2 separate regions of the Manis pentadactyla genome follow, and region 2 is linked to region 1. Evidence: chromatin contacts called from public Hi-C data. All regions are on one chromosome and are shown on one strand. The core of a region is the stretch at or near the end of the contact, and the rest is flanking DNA. Distances in the headings are between cores, read along the strand shown.

Region 1 (4,938 bases), core at 1,336-3,835:
CTTGGCCAGTTTTGCACGTTCGCTATTTTGCTGCACTTGAAACTTTCCGGAGAAATGCTCTCTACTCGAGTCAGTGTTTTTCTAAAAAAAAACTTGCGCAAAAATCCACGCGGCCAAGCTAGCCGGTACGGAGACTCTCCGGGCTCCCCAAACCAATATGGATATCACAACAACGCTTTAGGAACATCAAAATCAAAATTCGACACACTCGTCCCAGCCAACCACCCCCCCCACACACCGCCCAAAATCTTATTTCTCATCAGTTTCCCTTAACTTAAACTTAGAACAATTAAAAATCTTTTTCTGTTTCTGTTCACTTCGAATGATTTCTAATACAGTTTTCAGGCTGTGCTACCAAAGTGGCAAAGGAGCGGCCCAAGGGATGCAGGGAGGGGGAAGGGCCTTGCTCACAGCGCCCGAGGAAGTTGCATAAGGAAAGAGACTCCGTTTTTTGGGTCCCCTAAAAAAATCGGCGGGGAGGAGGAGGAAAAGGAAGCGGGGTGGGGGGGCGGGGTGGGGAGAAGGGAAACCGAAGTAACGTTTACCTTCTCCCGTGGAAGGGTGGGGTGCGGGCCACGGTCTTCGCGACCCCGGCAGGCGGCTGGTTACCCACACCTCTCACCAAGCGCAGACGGACAAACAGATACCCCCACCCTCCGCGGGGAAGGCTGGGAGGAAACCACCCGCTTTTAAACTTTCTCTCACGGTCGCGCTGTGGGCCGTGCTTTGCCCAGAAAGGGTTGGGGTGTGTGTGGGGGAGATCAAAGGGCCTTTTTCTTTAGAGGTAATTAAAGTTTTACCACCAGCACAGAAGTTGCGCCTTCCCCCACTCTCGTACCCCTTTGCCCCCTCCAACCGCAGGCTCACAAGTTTTCCTCCTTCACCCCCCACCCAACCCAGCTCGCGGGGCGCACGGCGGATGCCTCGGCTACTGCGCTTCCCGATCCCCACCCCCGCCGGCCTCTACTTCCCCTCGTCGGGCCGCCACGGCGCGAGGACGGCCCGCCGGGCCCAGGACGCGAGTGTGCAAAACCCATTATTCCGGAATGGCACACGCACGCGGCGCGAGGCGGCCGGCGGCCCCGCCTCGGACCCCTCTTTGCCTCCCCAGTATAAGGACGGTGTAAACAAGTTGCAGGAAAAGCAGCCCTGCGCCCCCCCCCAACCCCGCCCGGCGCCCCAGCGCGGCGGCCGCTGCCGCCCGCCGCTAACGCCGCCGCCGCCTCGCGACACACGCCCGCGCCCGCACCCTGGCCGGCGCGGCGCGGCACGGCGCGGGGCTAACGCCGCGACGGCGCGGGCTCCCGGCCCGGCCCGTGGCCCGCGCCCTCCCCCGCGCGGACGGCCGCAGCGGGCCCGCGCTGCCTTGCTTCCCGAAGCACTTTCCTGCCTCGGGCAGAAATAAACCGGAGGGTTTATTTTTGTGCAACTTTCCCAAAATGGCGGAAATTGGAGCTGATCTATATGAAATTCTCACACAGTCGGTCAGGAAGGGGGAGGCGGCGAGGAAGAAAACGCAAACTCTCGGCCGCCGAGCCCCGCCGCGGGTCCGTGAGTGTGTGCGTGCGTGTGAGTGTGCGTGTGCGCGGTGGGAGTCGGGGAGGCCTTTCCGCCGCGCACACACACAGCACACGCCGGGGAGACGCGCCTGCACATTCAACCAGTCCATTCTCCGCAGCCCGAGCGGGGAGAAAGTGGCCCGGCCTCTTTTCCCACTGCCTCGGTCTCCCGTACTTGTACTTCTCGCGCTCGCTCGCTCGCTCGCTCGCTCTCCGGTGCGCGCCCGGCACAAAGGCCACACGGGCGGAGGGGGCCGCAGGGGCGGCGCGCGGGGCTCGCGCCTCCCGCCGCACCGATCCGCGGCCCCGGCCGCCCCCGCGCCTCCCGCCGGCGCCCCCCGCCTCGGCGGCCGCGCTCGCCGCCCAGGCTGCAGCGCCGCGGCGCCCACTCGGGCACGCACCCCGGCGGAGCCCGGCGCCGCCGCGCTCCCCCAACCCGCGCCCGGTGTCATGAAAGCGACCAAAGTGACAAGCCCGGGGGGCGCGGGGGAGGGGGGCCCACACGCATCCCGCCGCCTGCGCGCCGGCGAGAGCCCGACGCGGCCGCCTCGCCCGGCTCCCTTCCGCACGGCCCCCCACACCCTTCCCCGTGTGCGCGCAAAGAAAAAATACAAGTCTCTCCTCCCCCCATTTTTTCCTTTCTCTTTTCTCTCTCTTTTGTTCCTCTTTCACACTCGCACTCACTACTTCAGAGTGAGATGCCCAGAGACTCCCTCTCCAGCCATTTCCGAGTCACTTGCCCACTTTTTTCCCCGGGATTAAGTTTTCTCCTCTTTCCCAGAGGCGCAGAGAAGTGGGGGAGAAACCCCTTCTGTCCTTTCCCCTCCCCTGATCTGTTTCACAAGACGAGGGTGCGCTTCCTTCTCTCTGTAGGTCTCTTAACTTTCATCCTCACCCAGAAAAATTAATGAATGGCTTTTGCACGGACAAATGTTCTGATTAATTAGAGATTAGATCCGATCAACCGCTTCTTACCCCCAAATTTTCTTTTTTTTTTCTCCGTCTCACGAGTAGTCCTGACAAATGGTCCAGGGCTGCGGGCGCAGTGCGCATGTGCGCGTAGAGTCAGGGCTGGGGAGAGGGGAAACTGCGCTGGTGCCGGTGCCGCCGCCGCCGCCGCGGCTGCCGGGGAGGCTCGCTCTGGCTTCCCTGTTACTGCTGCTGCGCCTTCGCCGCTGGAAAGCAGCAATAAAGCCGGTTGGCAAATGCAGCTGCCCTCAGATACTGTTTCAGGTGCATCTTTTCAATATCCTTGTCACCGGCTCAGAGCTGGTTCAGGAACAGTCAAACAAATAGGAGAGACGGCTAAGGTTATAGATTTCTTTGTCTATTTTTCACTTTACTTTTTTTAAAAGGCAATTCTCAGAGCAGCTAATCCACCACGTACTGTTAAATGTATGCATTCGGCCATTAAAAAGCGGGCCCTCGTCTTATACAAACATTACCCAAGGGCTAAATGCATGCTACAGGTCATGAAAAATAAGAAATAAAGTTTTAAGCTTTTACGCAGTAGAACCTCCCCCACCTTTAGGACTGGAAGAATGCATAATAAAGTGTGCGTGTAAAACTTGCGCGTTCTTTCCGTTCCTTCAGTGTGGGTCTCTACGGACAGCTTAAAAATGTTAGGCCTCTATTGTGAAATATGTTGGGATTCGTACATCAACTTGGAAATCAGTGTTACCGTGCGTGGGCAATAAGCAGGTCGAGGACTATCCTCTTAATGTATTCAGTCAAGATGGCTGAGCGGTCCTAAATAGCAAAACCTGTCTTTGTTAAGGCGTCAAAACTAGATCAAGAGAGAGTATTGTATTTCGGTATTGACAGGTTTCTACTTACTGACTTCAAGCCTCTTTTTGGGTAGCTCATCATTCTCCTTTTCTAGTAGATACAAGTACTTACAAAATAATTCAATTAATTGAAGTTGCCATAAACATTTGAATGTCAATAACAGAGTTTGCTGTGAGAGAAAAAATCAGCCCGTTTGATTTCAGGAATGGCTGGAGCAAGTCTTAGAGGGGTGGGAAAAGCGAAGGACCCACCCCTCAAAGTGGACAATTTATTTTGCATCTAATAAAGGGTAAAGGGGGCCTTTTCCAAAATTACTGCCCCAGGCCTAGAATTGAAGTATATCATAAGATAGAAATTCTGCATTAAAATTATTTCTCCTAAATGTAGGTAATACTACTCTTGATTGGATTTTTTTTACTTAAGGAATGTTCCTGAACCAGTTTCAGAAAATAAACTGTTGTTTCCTTAGGACCATGAAATTACTCTAGAGAAGCAGACCACTCAACTACTTCTTCTGTTGGTATAGTGACCAAATTATCCAAACCAAAATCAGGACATATGGCTTGATACATACTCAGGACTAAGGAACAAGCCCAGTGAAGCTGCAGAGAGACCTTATGAAATGTGCTTCATATGGTGGGCAGCCATTGCTTTAGGGTGTGAGGTAGGGAAGGCTGAGTTAGTGAGGGCTGTAGATAATCTCAGACTGCCAGTTAACTATTGATTTCATGCACCACATCCAGCCTTTTCCCGAACTACCCCCAAACAGCCTAATTAAACTGATCAGAATTTCAACTTCTTTCCTTTACTCCCTAGGCCTTGAATAATAAGCAGTGAAATGGTCAAGGTAGACTGCAGGAGAAGGAAAGAAAGGCCATGAACTTTGTACAAAACTCAGACTTTACCTAAAAAAAAAAAAAAAACCACTAAAAAAACTAGATTTCTCTTTCTAAAAATCCTTTTTTAGATTCATTCTCTCTAGATAATTTATGGATGATAAATATATTTCACATATATTTTCAGAGATGTTGTTTCAACAGTCTGTAAACTTATATTAATGGGTACCTTGGACAAGGTGCTGGGAATAACAAAATAAAAACAAGGGCACAAGGAATTTAGTCTGGATAGGGGGAGTCTAGTGAATTGGGCATTGCATTATGGAATGGTAAATGTTGCAGTGGAGTATGCAGAGCAAGGATAATTGAGGGGCACCTATGTCAATAACAGGCTTTCTAGAAAAAATCATAGTTAGGCTGATTCTTGAAGGACAAGCATCCAGGATGTGTGTTTCCACCTTTCCTCTGGGAAGGTGATCTCATCAGAGAAAGCCTGAGTAAAGGTCCAAGGGTTCGGGGAGCAAGGCTTGCCTGGGACCTGTACACTGAGGTTTACTAACAAAAATAAGGATGAATTGAGGCTCTGTACAATACATTGTGTTTATCCTCCAGAGATTGCCTCAAGGATTTCATCTCAGTTTTCCCCAAAATGTGGCTCAGGGAAGGAAATCATTTTGAAGGTACTCTTGTGTAAGAATAATGACTTTAAAGGCTGCTACCAAGTTTTTCTACAAAGAATATTTTGGTGCCACTAC
Region 2 (4,938 bases), core at 1,047-3,546, 220 kb after region 1:
GAAATATTAGCTATGATTTTGTCATCAAAACTGAGAATTTCTTGGCTTTGATGATTAGAACACCCTGAGTAACCTTTGAGAACCAGATTCATTGCAATATAACGAACAGCCAAAAAATTCTAAGAGATTAATGAGGGAGATGTAAGGTGTAAGGAATCTCTGTTGTGAAATAAATGAGTAGCTCCAAAGGTCCCTTGGCAAGGGCAGATTTGCCTCCGCTTCTGCTTCTATTTCTATTTGGGATAGAGAAGCAGGGCTTAAACACCACCAAACAGCTCCACCCTAGTTATCTGCACTTATTGGGTCTGCACAAATAGGTCTGCATCTTCCTTTCAAGTTATGAAATATTTGATTTGGTTATATTGAAAAAATTACTTGTCCTTCTGGAATCACTTCCTCTAATAATGTTCCTAAATTAACTCCAACAATTTTCTAATTGGTCACCACAATTAGAAGGACTCCCTACTGTTTCTTAATCTAATCTGAAAACACATGAAAACCAGTAATTGTGCAGATGTATACAATTATATAGATGCAAACAGCTGGTATTGTCTCTATCTTAAGGAGTTCAGAGCTGATGGTAGGTGGGCATAATTTAGCTAAAGAGGATCCAGAAAGTGGGGTGATAAAAGCATGCACTGGAGAAGCACAGAGTAGGGGAGCCGGGAAGGGCTCTGGATTCCAGAGGCACACTGCTAGCCCCTGAGTCTTAAAGGGAGCACAGAAGGTTGTCAGAGAATGGAAGGAAGGGGGGCAGGGGAGAGAAGGAAAGAAAGCAATTTCCTGGCCTAGAGGACTGGATCAGTGGGCTCAGGCACCACCTGGTAAGGATTCAAGAAACACCTGGCTCCCAACTCGCCCATGTTTTCTGTATAGACGCTCACAGGCCCAGCTTTCAGGCTATGGCTCTATTTCAGTCGTGAAAGTCCCTTGGATTCACCCCTCACAGACTTAGCAAAAATGACTAGCTAGAAGGTTTTCAAAATGAAATAATTTTGTTATCTGCAAACCATGAAGAGTCAATGTCCTTGGTTTTGATAGTATCAGAGAGAATATGCTCTGCATGGGGCTCAATTTGCCAAAGAGTAACGTAGAAGAGACACCCACATACACAAAACAACACAAAAATGAAAATCATATTTAAAAGCCAATTTGCTTATGCACTGGATACTTATGTGACAAAAAATTAGTGTATCCCTATTTTCAAATACTTGGCCAGCCCAAAATGAAAGCTGAGAAGATCAAAAATCAGAATTTAGGTCCCTATCAAATTCAAGAACTTCAGCCTTTCTGTAAGTGCTATTTACAGATTATCTGCTAAGTCCATAGTTGATTCTCACACAAGCATTTACAGAGCACTTGCCATTTATCAACCCGAGAAAGGATTTGGATTTAGAGTCGTGAGTTAAGGACCATTCTTTGCTTTCACTGAGTCTGACATCTGAAAGATTTAAATTTCAAAATGTGTAAGTTAACATTTAAATTTCAAAACTTGCACAATTACTTTGTAAAATACTTGTTTTTACTTAAAGTCATTGTCTATAGGGAGATTTTGCTTGTAAGAGATCAACTAATTCGTGGCTCACTGCCTGGGCTTTCAAACACAGGCAGTTTCATACCTAATTCTTGAGGGACAATGCTCTGCTAGGCTTAAAACCCTTTCCCTGCCTACCCTACGTACTTGACCCCAGAAGCAATTTACTTGTGCAGGGAGGGAGTTAAAGACTAAATACTACTAATGGCTTACAAACTTCTCTATCTGCCTATCAATCAAAATATTTGCTAAGTGCACGGGAAGGTGTCCTTTCTTCATGCTTTGTTTTTCTGTGGGGGGAGAAGGGGTGCGGAGGAGGTCATCTCCATGTCCAAGACTTTGCCTCCCCTAAGTCTAACCCTGTACCCACTTGTCCATCCTCCGTTTCTCAAATCAGGAAAGGAAGTCGGGGCGAAAGGCCCTTGTCGGAGCGGCCGGGAGGCCGAGCATGCTCAGTAGCTGGGCCGCCCTGGCACTAGGCTCGGGCAACGTCGGGGCTCGCGCTGCAGCTGACCCTCGTTCCTGGAAAGCGGACCTCCGCCGGGTGACGTGCGGCTTTGGGCTTCTCAGCTGCAGCCGCGCAGCGCGGGCTCCCGAGAGTCCGCCAGCCACGCCGCTCTGCCTGCGGGTGCCCGCGCCTCAGTCCCGTGCTTCTAGCAGCTGCCGGATGATTGAGCAGAAAGGATAAGCTTGTTTTAAACGTGACGGGCGAGCGAGCGCCACCTCTGAGTCAGAGGAGGTGTGTCACGCAAGAAGGGGCCCTGGGAAGATTTTTGCAGCAGCTCAAATCAGCGCTCGCTTCTTGGCTTCTGGTCACCCTGGCATTCTCAGCTTTTGACCTGCACAAGATGGTTACAGTAGTAATGAAGCTGGTGCACCACTTTCACCTCAGGTAAGGAGAGCACCCTGCATGCTTCTCTTTTTACGAGCTCTCACTGTCTCTGAAACCCAAGGCTGGGAAAGGTCTTTTAACTGCTAGCCTTGTTCTCACATTACAAGTTTGTTTTTAACAACACGGAAAGGCCTTCCTGTGTGATTTTAAAAAGTTCTTTCAGGTTGAGGTTGAAAATAAGCATTCGTGTTCATTTTCGCCACTGTTATTCTTGACACTGTCCCAGACTTCCTTGGTAAAATTTAGATCTCTGTGTGCATGATGAGATTAAAAGGACTTTTTGAGAAAAAGATTCCTGGCATATTTTGGGGCATGGCACTTTCATGCTGTATTGGTGAATGGGTTCCATAATTGTAGCCTTTCCCAGATGATTGACTTCAGTTCCACCCAAGAGAGGATAATATTAAAATTCAACATCAGCATTGAACTTGAGCTGACTAGAGAGGAAACCTTCATACTGAGCTTAAGTGTTCAGGGTTTACTCATGAGAAATAAATAGGGGCCCACAAATTTAAAGAAGAACAACAAATTAGCATCCTTTATATTCTTTTGGGTGGTGAACAGAATAGTTTCTCCACAGAGGCATCAGTTTAAAAATAGATGTATTAAATATGTAGCTTTGTGGTTGCATATTAACATTTTTGATGGAAACCGTGTAGTCAACACCTTGAATGGTTCTTCACATACAAGAAAAAAAGTGACAGAGGTTTTCATAACATAAACCCAGAGCATTCAGATAAAAGTATTTCACTCTGTGCTACCAAAAAAAAAAAAACTACCCAAAATGTCATGTATAATAGCTACAGTTTCAATTACTATTAATTTGGCTGGAGGTTTTGAGAGGATCACTTTTCCCAGTAAGTCCCAAGTTCATAAGCAATAGTAGGTCTACAAATAGTGCCTACCATTTAGCAATTATAATCAAATGGGCACAGAAATGTTATCTTTCTAATGTGGCATCAGAATTCTTTATTTCTGCTTAATCTAAAGATAAATTTATTAATTCATTTAAAATACTTATTTAAGACAGCAAAGGACTTTTTTCTTATCAAAACTAAAACAAAATTGCAGATTTTGTAGTGATAAAGAAGAATGAAAGAAAAGAAAATACTTTGATGTTAAGTGGTATATACTTGACTGCAAAAAAAGTTGGAATTTCTGGATAGATTATTGCTTTTGAAGCCTTCTTTTTAACATAGTGTTTGTGATGGCATTCCCATGTGGACCCATTTAGGAACAAGTGACCAGCCCCTCGTAAGAAAGGGTAAGGGATCAAACTCATGTGGAGCTAAAAATTCCTATTTCTAGTTTATTTTGCAGGGGCCAGAACCCAACTGCATTCAGTTCAACAAGTTTTGTTCTACATAAGGGGCAAGTCTCATTACTAGCCCGGGAACTGTGGGAAATCTCTTCCTTCCTTTTTTGGTGTAAATATCCTGGCTTTATACATTCAGAGCACCCCAAGTTCTGAGCTCTCAGCTGACCTGTAGCAAGACAAAAGCTGCCCTAGGAAACTGGTGTTAAGAGTCTGGCCTCTGACCTTTTCCTGTTGCACTAATTGAGCTCAAAGATGCCCAACCCAGGTGTCCCTCTTGGAGTTAACATAAGCACCCTTTTCAGAAGCTCCCAATGTCCGCAGGACTTCCCTGAGGAAAAACTCTTCTGAGGCCTGTGTCTCCTTGTTCTAGATCCCTTTCTGTGGAATAGTTTCCAGGAGGTGCCCCCACCCTGCAAACCCCCTAACAGTAGCACTCACTCCTGTTCTAGTTGGACATAAATTTTCTAATGCTAAGAACTGCAGTCAGTAATCACCTAGGGTAGTGCCTTAACGAGCAGTCAGAAGAAAACAGGAAAACAATTATTCCCACATTTGGATATTGAGGAATAGGGAGTCAATTCTGTTCAGCTTTTCTCTCCCCACATCCAATTATGACAAAGGATGAGAAGTAAAACTCTGTTCCAGGGCAGGTCATTTCTCTGTTTAAGAGGTGAGAGTGGTGGTGGCGCCATCCCATCCTCTCTGTCATTAACTTGAGCAGTCCCACCACCTGCCATTGGTGTCTCTTCTATATCAGAAAAATAATTGTGGTTTGCAAGTTACTTGAGTTAGTCTGAAGCCAATGCTTGAAATACAATGAATTTCATTTTTCTTTTTAATAATCAAATAGTGCTAGAACTTCAGTCCTAATATGTATATTTTCTCCTGCCTTTTTTCTTTCTAAAGGAAGAATTTATTTTGGATGTAGACTCCACTAGTATTTAGGATTAGAAGCTGTGGATTGGTTTTATTCTTAAAGCCTAGATCAGGATATATTGCAAGTATTTTCAATAGACACCCCACATGAGCAGAAATATTCTTATTCTAATAATAAAATATAGAACTTTCTCAGCTATCCTCCCTCAGATTTTTCATAGCACTCTAAAAAGAACTAATCAATTATGTATCTCATGAAAGGGGTTAGTCCTAGTCACTGACTGCTTTTGATTTGATAAATGAGTTTTTCATTACTTA

The links. A called contact is a pair of places that touch in the nucleus more often than the background predicts.
Region 2: a Hi-C map of fibroblasts shows a contact between it and region 1, with 2.1 times the contacts expected there. The contact joins the promoter of ARHGAP18 here to the promoter of L3MBTL3 in region 1. A contact is called at or near these places in 2 of 3 Hi-C or Micro-C datasets (fibroblasts and skin fibroblasts).

What each region holds. Positions count from the first base shown.
Region 1 is chr12:60,102,703-60,107,640 of mManPen7.hap1, forward strand. It overlaps L3MBTL3 (L3MBTL histone methyl-lysine binding protein 3), which reads right to left and starts at 2,586. Exons shown (of 23, transcript XM_036903816.2): 1 at 2,535-2,586.
Region 2 is chr12:60,321,292-60,326,229 of mManPen7.hap1, forward strand. ARHGAP18 (Rho GTPase activating protein 18) reads left to right here and starts at 2,297. Exons shown (of 15, transcript XM_036903824.2): 1 at 2,297-2,426. The coding sequence starts at 2,383. LOC130679818 (a long non-coding RNA gene) reads right to left here. Exons shown (of 3, transcript XR_008992771.1): 2 at 1-2,373.